2 separate regions of the Mus musculus genome follow, and region 1 is linked to region 2. Evidence: chromatin contacts called from public HiChIP or PLAC-seq data. All regions are on one chromosome and are shown on one strand. Each heading gives the region's core, a stretch centred on a gene start, on an enhancer-like site or on the middle of the called end of the contact. The rest is flanking DNA. Distances are from core to core; before and after follow the strand shown. Region 1 overlaps Gpat4 (glycerol-3-phosphate acyltransferase 4). Region 2 overlaps Ank1 (ankyrin 1, erythroid).

Region 1 (5,367 bases), core at 1,816-4,315, 150 kb after region 2:
TTAGCTGTATGTGTCAACTTTACACAGCCTTCGGACTTCACAGGTACATCTGTGAAAGGAAGTATCACTCAGACTAGACGACTTGAGGGCATGTCTGCTGAGGACTGTTTTAACTGTTAATCAACACAAGAGGGTCAGTCTATTATAGTTAGCACCATTCCCTGATCAAAGACCCCTGGGTTGTATAAGAAAGCCAGTTAAATGAGCAAGCCAGCAGGGAGTCTACCTGTTCATGTTCCTGACCTGACTGCCCTCAATGACTGAACTATAACCTAGAAGTTTAAGTCAAATACACCCTCTTCTTACCTACAATTGCTATCTACCACAGCAATATTAATACAAGTAGAGCAGGACCAAAAGAAAGCTCAACTTTATCTCGAGTGTGGACATCAAAAGTAACCTTAGAGGTAAAGGTATTTCATGGGACACAAAATCCAAGCAAAAAAGAAAAAGAAAGAAAAAAGAAAATAAAAAATACATCACACCAGTAAGCAGCAAGTACTGCATTTCAAGAGAAGAAAAAAAGATAAGTATAAAACAACAACAACAACAACAACAAATGTGATTTGAACTTCTATGGTAAGCCAGGTGTGGTAGCCCATGCATGTGGTCCCAGCACTCAGGAGGCTGAGGCAAGAGGATGGAAGTTCAATTAAATAATAAGTTTGAGAAAAGCCTAGAAAACATGACAGTGTCTCAGAAACCCAAACCAAACCAACCCAAACCACAATCCCAACCCAACCCAACCCAACCCAACCCAACCAACCAACCCAAACCAACCAACCAACCAACAGCACTATGGTAAATTTTACCAAACCACTGTGTTAACAAAAACTATAAAATACCCTCAAATGTCACTGGTTAAAGAGTTAACATGATATGATTTCTTTGAAGAGTAACTTAGCAATTGTCATAAAGCTTAAATGTGGTACCTTAAATCCAGCAATACTACTTACAGAAGAGTCTACTAAGAATAAATGAAAGCAATAGTTCTCAACCAGGGCTGAGATTTTTATACCCCTTGAGAGCATTTAACACTGCAGCTATGTTTGGTTGTCATAACTCAGAACAGGGATACTACTAGCACCTGGTTGCATGAAGCTGGGATGCTACTAAATATGTCAGACACAAGATTTCCCCACAACAAAGAATCACCTTGTCTAAATATCCATAAGGCTGAAGCTGAAAACCTTATACTAATACATCTACAAAAGGAATTAGGTACAGCTGTACTTTAAATATCTAAAAGGAAAAAAAAAAAAAGCAAAAAAGCCAAGCCTCATCAGCAGAAGACACAATAGCACACTATCTTTTTAAAAACCAAGATAAGCTGTAAAAAATGGCTCAGTGGTTAAAGGAGCTTGCTGTGCAAGTATGAAGACCAGCATTCGCATCCCAGCACATACACAAGCCTGTATCCAGAGCACAGCTGTATCCCTAGCTCTGAAAGCAGGTGGATCATTAGGGATTGCTGGCTTCCAGACAAGCTAACCTCCCCCCCCACCAAAAATCCAACCAACTAACCAAACAAACAAACAAGCAAACCCCCCAATCCTCCCAAAACAAACAAACAAAACAAAAACAAAAACCTACCAAACAAACAACAGGTTTAGGGTGAGACTGTCTCAAAGAAAGAGAGAGTGAGAGGACACCTGATACCCTCTTCTGGCTTCTGTGGGCTGCACAAATGTGTGCATACACTCACATAGAAACATACAGATAAAGATTTGTGTGTGCATGTGCATATGTGTGTGCGTGTAAGAGAGAGAGAGAGAGAAAGAGAGGGGGGGAGGGGGAAGGGGGAGGAAGGAGGGGGGAGAGAGCGAGCGAGCGAGCTAGCTCATAGCAGAACACCTCCTTAGCTATGCCTCAGAAACTTTCTACTTCCCAACACACAGAAAGAACAGCACCTTAGGGGAAGTGCATCTACATACATAATGATAAAAACCCAATGTTTTAGCAGGATATGATGGCTCACGCTTGCAAGCCTAACACTAAGGAGGCAGAATCAGGAGGATTGCAATTTTAAACCAGTGTGGGCTACATACATAGCCCAACCCAGTCTCAAAAATACAACCTCCCAGTTGGAAGCAGAATAATGCCTACAATAAATACCAATTATGAGGAAGGAAATGAAAAAAATACACCATGTCTACAGCTATTTGCATAGAGTATCTCTGTTGTTGGATTAGTTACCTACAAAATTAACACCACTGCTTATCCTTCTGCGTCTTTAAAACTGCATTCTGCATTCATATTTTCAGTAGGTACATTTCAGTTCACTCAGAAGAGACACCCTAAGGTTTGAATCCCGGCTTACTTCCTTATTAGTGTGAATGGGATTTGGGTCAATTACTTCAATCTCTTTCAGCTTCTATTTGCAATACCTACTGATGGAAAAGTCTGCTCAAAAATGTAAAATCTGGCTATCATTATAAAGACAAAAATCCAGGCCAGCATGAGAAAAGGGAATATCCACTGTGGAAAATCAGTATAGAGCGCTCAAAGCACTAAAAATGGAACTTCAATATGACCCAGCAACTCCACCACCTACCTAAGAGAGGAAACCATTGCACCAAAGATACATGTTACTGCAGCACTATTCACAATAGCTACAACATGTCCTAGTATGTACCCAAATAATAAAATAAGGAATCAACTCAGCTCCCTTCAGTAGATGAGTGAGCAAACAAAATATGGACAGTATATATACGTGATAGGGTTTATTTAGCCATAAAAGTGCAGTTCTCATTTACAGCAACATGGATGGAATCAGAGGTCAATCAATCTATTAAGTGAAGTAAGTGGACTGTGGAGTTTTTGTCTACTGGTCTCTTATTTAAAATTGTGAAGCATGTTCCTCAAATCTCTGCCAACAGTACTAATCAACCAGATCAAGCCATCAGTTCTTATCAACAAATGCTTGATAAATTCAAAGTATAAATATCAGTTATCACTGCAAAGCTGGAGGCAACTAGCTGGTGACAAGCCACAATGTTATGAGTTAACCACTGGGAATCCAGTCCAACTTCTGCATTTTATGAGCTCTAAGAGTTAACTATTAACTAAGATAAACCACAGAACAGAAGCAGCACGATACATCAGATCTAATCCCACGGCTAGAGGTCTTAGGTCTTCCTGCTCCTGGGATAACTTTCACATTTGCTTTTGGGTGGATTAAATGTCATCTATCCAATGCCCACTTCTGATGTGACAGCAAACATAGCTTCCAGGCAAGGCTGGGCTGATTTCACTTTAATTGTTATCAGTAGTGAAACAGAAATAACAGCTTGAATGGGATGCTGCAGGTCAGTAGGAAGTTATGTTTCCCAAAATACAGAGCAGCACTGAGACGAAGTTAAAGGGACTGCAGAAAATCACAAGTTCATACACTCAAAGTCAGCTCAGCTCTGGGTAAGATAAACCATCTAAGGTAGAGTCCGTTTACAACAGGCAAAGGATGACTCGGCTCACTAGGAAGGAGAGTGAAGCTGGGCTGAGATGAGAGCTTTGTCCTGTCTATCTGTCTATCTGTCCCAGTCCCATCCCACCGCCCCTCCCCCATTCTGAACTCTCTAGGGTTAGCACTGGCTAATAAGTAACATGGTACACCTAGTCTACTCCAAACAACAGAAAAGTCTCTTGAAGCGAGGGAAAAAACAAGAGGAGCCACTGTTCTGGACTGAACTGCTTTGTTTCTCATCCACTTAAGAAAAGACAGTATAGGGGCTGGAGAGATGGCTCAGCCATTAAGAGCACTATACTGCTCTTCCAGAGGTCCTGGGTTCAATTCCCAGCAACCACATAGTGGCTCACAACCATCTGTAATAGAATCTGATGCACTTTTCTGGTATGTGTCTGAAGACAACTACAGTGTACTTATAAATAAAAATAAATAAATCTTAAAAAAAAAAAAAAAAAGGAAAAGACAAGACAGTATGTAGGCTGGAGAGATGGCTCAGCAGTGAAGAGCATTGAAGAACACTGCTTTTGTAAAGGACCCCGGACTGATTTTTGGCATTTGTATGGTTGTTGACAAATATCTGTAACCCTTGCTTCTTGGTACCAGATGCCCTTATCTGGATTTTGCATGTATCACATGTACATTGTGCATACATACTATAGATAACACACACATTTTTTAAAAATCAGGAAGGGAGGAAGGGAGGGAGGGAGAGGGGGGGAGGGGGAGAGGGGGAGGGGGGGAGGGAGAGGGAGAGGGGGGAGGGGGGGAGGGAGAGAGAGAGGGGGGAGGGAGAGGGAGAGGGAGAGGGAGAGGGAGAGGGAGAGGGAGAGGGAGAGGGAGAGGGAGAGGGAGAAAGAAAGAGGAAGGGACAGGAGAAATGGCTCAATGGTCCAGAGCACTAGCTCCTCTTGCAGAGGAGGATTTGGTTCCTAGCACCCACATGGTCTATTCAGTTTATACATTGTTATAACTCTAGTTGGGGGGGGGGGGTCCAATATCTTAGGTCTCAAATGGCACCCTGGATGCATAATGCCCTTACATATACATAAGCAAAACTCACATACACAAAAATAAATCTTAAAATGTAAAAAGGGACAATGTGGGCCCTAGTGAGATGGCTTAGTAAGGGCACTTGCTGTGAAAGCCCCAAGAGCCTACGCTCAAATCAGCAACACAGCAACAAAGCAGTTGAGTAACAGTGACTCCATGTTTTAAGTGAGGCTGCTGAATCCTTGTGCAAAGGGTGTTTCTGTTGTTGTTCTAAGGCCAGTAACAGAGCCTGCAAGATGGCACAGGGAATAAAGATGCTTGTCACTAAGCCTAATGACCTGAGTTCGTTTCCTAGGAATGACATAATAGAAAGAGAGGACCAGATGGGAATGTTGATGCACATCTTTAATACTGGATGAAACACAAGGGAGAAGCAGATGACAGCTCCCTATGTCTCTTAGGGCAGCCTGGTCTACAAAGTAAGTTCCAGGACATCAGAGCTACATAGTGAGACCCTGTCTTAAGAAACATGAAAACTGACAAGTTGTACCAACTTCCACCCTCATACCACACAACAGAAAGAAGCTCCTGCATGTGCGCACGCGCGCACACACACACACACACACACACACACACACACACACATTTAATACATATTTTAGATGTCACTAACAAATTCAATGAAAGCATAATTAATGGGGATAACACTTAGCCGCCTAGAGAGGACAGATGAGTGGCAAACAATCATGAAAGGTGTTCCGCATTATGCCAAGGAAATGCAAATTCCAATTATTAGAGCCTATTTTACATTCATGAGCATGTTTAAAACGAAAAAGACAGCACTATCAAGGATGGGATGTATAATTGCAACTCCTTGTACCCCTAGTGGAAAAACAAGATTCAATATAATT
Region 2 (4,995 bases), core at 1,343-3,842:
CTGGGTGAGGATGGCTGAAGTCCTGAAGGGTGATCATACTGAGGACCAATGCAGTATGGTTAAAAAAACACTAACTCATTTAATATTAGCAATGGCCACACATATGTGAGACAAAGAACAAAACAGATTGTTCCTACAGACAGGGAGGGTAATGGGATAAGGTGAATGCTGGCTCTCTGCTCGCACGAGGGCCTTGGGTCTGGGACCATCCCACAGCTTGATTTTTTTTTTTTTTGAGGCACAGTAGGAGAGAGGGCTTAGGTCTGAGTGTGACTTAATGCTAGTGGAACTCACTTGTGTCTGTGTTTACATCAGTATGTCAACAGCAAGAAATAGGAAGCCCCAGGCTCTGCAGTTCTTTCATATTCTTGCTCATCTGTAGTCTCTGATCAATGGATTCAACATCTCCTGGTAAATGGCAATCAGAGAAGCAGGAGGGGAAATGACCTTGACTCTGTCATCAAGACTGGTAAGGCTAGGCAGTCCTTCAGGCCTATACCCAAGGGCATTGGGTTTGGTATGAATTGCTGATTCAACAAAGCAGGGATAGAAAAATGAATCTTGCTGCCAGGAGTTGGTGCTGGCCCATTGCATGGAGGCTACCTGGGATGCTACGCTGACAGAGTCTGGGGTTATGGTGACACGCATGGGCAGGAGCACTGTAGAAAGGTCCCCGTCGCTGGGCAGACGAGCAAGAGAGGACATGCTGGTGGGTGTGTTGTGTAACCTTTTCTGGGTTACCCTTTATCTGTCTGCCTCCTTCAGCTCAGCCTTAACTAGACAAGCTGTGCTGCGGCTGATGCTTGGGAGATGCCTGTCTCTCATGGATGTCTGATGCTAGGTTCTGTTGGATTCCATACACTAATGCAAGTTCTCTTCCCAGACATCAATGTTGTGTCACGTATTCCAGGTTCCTTATTACATAGTCAGTTTAGGGGCTGGGGTTAAACACATCACAGTCAGTATTGCCAGGCTACCTTCTGAGCTGGACCCGAAGAGGCACAGAATGGGAGAAACAATGGCCGTTGGTCTTTTCATTGTCAAATGTGAGCAAATTGCCATGCAGGGTTATCAGTTAGCTCGGAGCTGGCAGTCCAGCTCCCTTAAGCTTTCAACAGAATCACCAACAAACTAGGCTTGACTGCAACAAACTAGGCCAGCTGCGCCTTCAACCTGTGCTATGTCTTTGCATGGCTCAGGTCCTGGAACCCTGACCAGGGATGGAGCGACAATGAGAAAAAGACAAACGTGGATGCACAGCTAAGCATGATCATGTGATCTGGGCTGTGGGTCCCCCAAACAACAGTGCATTTTATTACATACAGTTGAACAGGAAGACCGGCTATTGCATACAGCTAAACCAGGAGGCAGGGTTGTCATATACAGCTGAACCAGGAGGAGAGTGGTTATAAACAGCTCAACAAGGGGGCAGGATTGTTACACACAGCAGAACCAGGAGGCAGGGTTGTAATATACAGCAAACCAAGAGGCAGAGTTGCTATACACAGCTGAGCCAGGAGGCTGGTTTGTTTGATCTCAGTAAGAACCGCTTCTACAGGGCAGTAGTCTTCAGACTGTACACATGGGGGTGGGGGTACGGTGGTCTTTTTCTGCACAGACTATCAGCATTTACACTAGGACTCCAGGACGGCTTTTCCATCCATCTGAGCCACACCCAAGGAAGTCTTTGCCACTCCCAAAGTGTCAAGGTGTCTCTGTGACATGGCTGTTGTCCTTAAACAATACTCATTCCCTCAGCATGGGACTTACTGTCTACAACCTCGCTTCTTTTGCTGGTATAACTGCTTGTCCACCTCTGGTCCCTTCTGGCGCCGCCCAGCAGCAGGTTCCTTCCTGTTCAGGATCTCTTGCGCTAAATCAATACTTGCAGTTTTTAAACTGAAAGACCTCTCTGCATGCATGTAGATGGAGAGTTTGAAAAATGTGTCGATTCATTAAGGAAAGCTTGCCCTGTGCCGCTTTAATTCTGTGTGGACACTCCCATAAAGCTAGCCTTCTGCCAGGGCTCCAGTCTTTGTCCGGTTTTGTGAAAGCGGCCCTGATGGGGTGAAGAATGGAGGATAGAGGCTGGATTTCCACTATCCATTGGGATTGTTTGCTTCAGTTTTGAACACTCACTTCACTTTCAGTGTTCTTGGGTTTTTTGCACATGAAGCATAGACCTGGGCACCTGCCACTGACTCCCACGGCAGTACCCGGTGTTAGGCACTGAGCCGTGTTAGCAGATTGCACTGGGTGTGTCAGGCACGGGGTGACATTTAGTGGGGACTTGAGGATTTAAGCCAATAGAGCTGAGTCCTGCTCTCTGCTTCACTCATTTGAGGTTTGGGCACCAGGAACTTGGTCACCAGCATTTTAATAGACAGGATGTTTGCACAGTGAGCAGTGCCTGGGCGAGCCTTAAGTTGTGGCTCATGTCTTGGCTTTGTTTATTGGAGATAATTGTTTGTTTGTTTGTTTGTTTAACAGCACTGGGCTCCCAGCCATTACTGACAGCTGATGTAGGTGGGGGTGGAAGGCCTGCCTTCAGAACACCCCATTTTAGTAAGCTTCCTTTCCACGCAGTCCATTCAGGGCTCCGGGGCAGCACGCAGGGATTTCCTTGGATTTCCCTTCCTGACACTCACCCAGGCTTCCATAACAGCCCCGAGTCCTTGGCCCCGTTCCTCACTCGAAGTCCTCAGTGGCCTTTTCTGACTGATAAGCAATTTTCAAGCATTCTGGGATAGAGAAGGCCCATGGAGAGGTACAGCAGCTTTGAAGTGGCCTGCAATGGAGGCTCCCAAAACATAGAGAGCTTCCAGTAGAGCTAAGGCAGCCACCCAAAGGCAGAGGTCCAGAGATCAGATGCGGCCATCTTGGGAGTTTCAGAAGAGGGGATTTTTGCAAGGGGGGGGGTGTGTGGAAGCTGTGGGAAGTCAGAGAAGAGAGTTGCCCCGAATTGGCTGTAAGGGCAGATTTGATGTTGGCACTGGAGAGTGAGGGGAAGGGGAACTAAAGGAGCAAGACTCTGAATCCTAGCATGTCAGAGCAGCTCAAAGCCCAGAAAGAAGAGCTTAAAGGAAGCATGGGACCCACAAGGGCCCTAACCTGGCTCTTCCGGGGGTTTGAATGATGTCAGAGCAACAGTGAGCAATAGAGGGTCCCCGGCAAACAGAAAGCCAGATCTTATGATAGTTATAGCAATGCTGTCACCCCAACACTCTGGAGGCTGATGCAGGAGGACTGCTAAAAGTTTAAGGTTAGTCCAGGATTCGTAATTGCATTGTGTCAAAAACTGGGAGGAAAGGGGGCTGACCAGATAAAACGGTGGTTTCCACCAGACCTGATGACGTGAGTCTGATCCCCGGAGCCTACATGGTAGAAGGAGAGCGTTGACTCACACAAGCTGTTCTCTGGCCTCTACATGTGCACCATTGACACACATGTCTGCCACCCTCATAGATCCTTACAACGGTTAAACAAACAAATGAATATATTTAATATTTTTTTTAATGAGAGAAAAACTTAGGATAGGATTCTGGCTGTGGGTAGGGGATGGCCTAGACCTACCTGCATGGAGGTCAGCAGATGGAAGTTCAAAGGTGGGGAGGTGAGGACTCCAGAGAAGAAGGGGTGAAGGACAGAGGTCAGGAAGCATCCATCAGAAAGGACGCTGAGTTTGTGAAGGCAAAGTGAGAGTGGAAAAGGCTCCCCTGGTCCTTGGGCAGCCTGTGGTTTATGCCCACACAGATATGACCACACAAATCATGGCATTTGACAGATAAGGACTCGGAGGCACAGAACTATGGCTCATTTAATCAAGGCTGAATGCCCCTTGTAATGGGGTCCCTGGGCTTGGCTTCTTCCCCAATATCCCACTCAGTTTTCCTGGTCATACTGCCAGAAAAGCAGGCCAGCCAGGGCTGGCCAAGGATCGTCCTCCATGTGGTGGCTTCCCACTGTGACTCCAAGGAGTTGGAACACTGGGTACTGGCTCCGAGGGTGGGAGTTGTGACCCTACGTAGGATGAAGGTAGCTGCCTTTAGGACCTTTATGTCAACTCCTTTCCTGTTCCTTCCAAAAATCTTTATTGGGGCCACTGAGTAGAGAAGTTATCTCTACTTCCAAAACTCAAACCCCAAACTCCTCCACAAGCACACAGACGTTCAAAGCAGCCGTATTGCGGTGAGCTTACTCAATCTGCTCAAGTGTCACCACGGGGCCCCTCTAAGTGGTTGGTTCCCACGTGCATATGAGTGTTAGACACAAAGAGGTGGGGGAGGCACAGAGAATGCTTCTGCTGTATAGAGATTCTGATCATTCACTAAAAGTACCTGGAAATGATTTATCATTTTCTCCCACCTTTCCTCCTTGCCAGTGAGCTCAGGGACAGATATCTATCCTGTAAAAGGACTGTGGTGGTACGGAACTGTACCTTGGACCTCACAGAAGGAAGAAATTAAAATCATATGTACAATGCCTTATGGGATTTATTGTAAGGATGCTCTGCTTTAACCAAGGCATTTCTAAATGAAGGAGACTGTGGAATATTTTTTTTTATTCTGTTGGCTCTCTGGGACCAGGTAGACTGGGAGTATGAGTAGAATTTGGGTGAACAAGGAAGTAGGAGTAGCTTGCAGGAGTGCACTATCAGGAAACACTGGTGTGATGGTTTTTGGACTCCAGTGAAGGGCTAGAATGCTCAGCCAACTCATGGGTTTCTGCAGCTACTCTTCCAGCATGCCTCCTCCTGGGTCAGAGTGGGTGTCGATGCGGGTGTTCCTGGGAGCATATTTTTGGGAAGCACAGCCTCAGAGTGGTCTTCAGGCCCCATCACAGAAGGCTATAGTCTCAGAGGCAGGAATGCAAGCAGGTAGTTGGCCAGGGAAGAGTCTGGAACCATGCAGGGAAAGGTTATGAAGGATCACGGAGAGAAGAAAAGATTCACACGGCTGAAAAGTCTCTCTCCCTATGCTGTCTCAGTAGGAACAG

Evidence for each region. HiChIP or PLAC-seq counts read pairs in DNA pulled down with a chosen protein or histone mark.
Region 1: a contact with region 2 is called in a FOXA1 HiChIP or PLAC-seq map of pancreatic cancer cells. The contact joins two enhancer-like sites. A contact is called at or near these places in 1 of 484 Hi-C or Micro-C datasets (muscle stem cells), 1 of 115 datasets of contacts at active chromatin or transcription factors (pancreatic cancer cells) and 2 of 9 other capture datasets (adipose tissue and liver).

What each region holds. Positions count from the first base shown.
Region 1 is chr8:23,195,481-23,200,847 of GRCm38.p6, forward strand. All of the region lies in intron 1 of Gpat4 (glycerol-3-phosphate acyltransferase 4), which reads right to left. Among named protein-coding and RNA genes, the nearest start is that of Gpat4, 10 kb to the right of the region's middle. Within about 2 kb of position 3,066, at least 50 of the 459 cell types and tissues checked have an H3K27ac peak or open chromatin away from gene starts, as enhancers often do. A contact at or near this core is called in pancreatic cancer cells, where this site is marked.
Region 2 is chr8:23,041,724-23,046,718 of GRCm38.p6, forward strand. The region is part of intron 1 of Ank1 (ankyrin 1, erythroid); the gene reads left to right. Among named protein-coding and RNA genes, the nearest start is that of Gm51563, 7.1 kb to the left of the region's middle. Within about 2 kb of position 2,593, at least 13 of the 459 cell types and tissues checked have an H3K27ac peak or open chromatin away from gene starts, as enhancers often do. A contact at or near this core is called in pancreatic cancer cells, where this site is marked.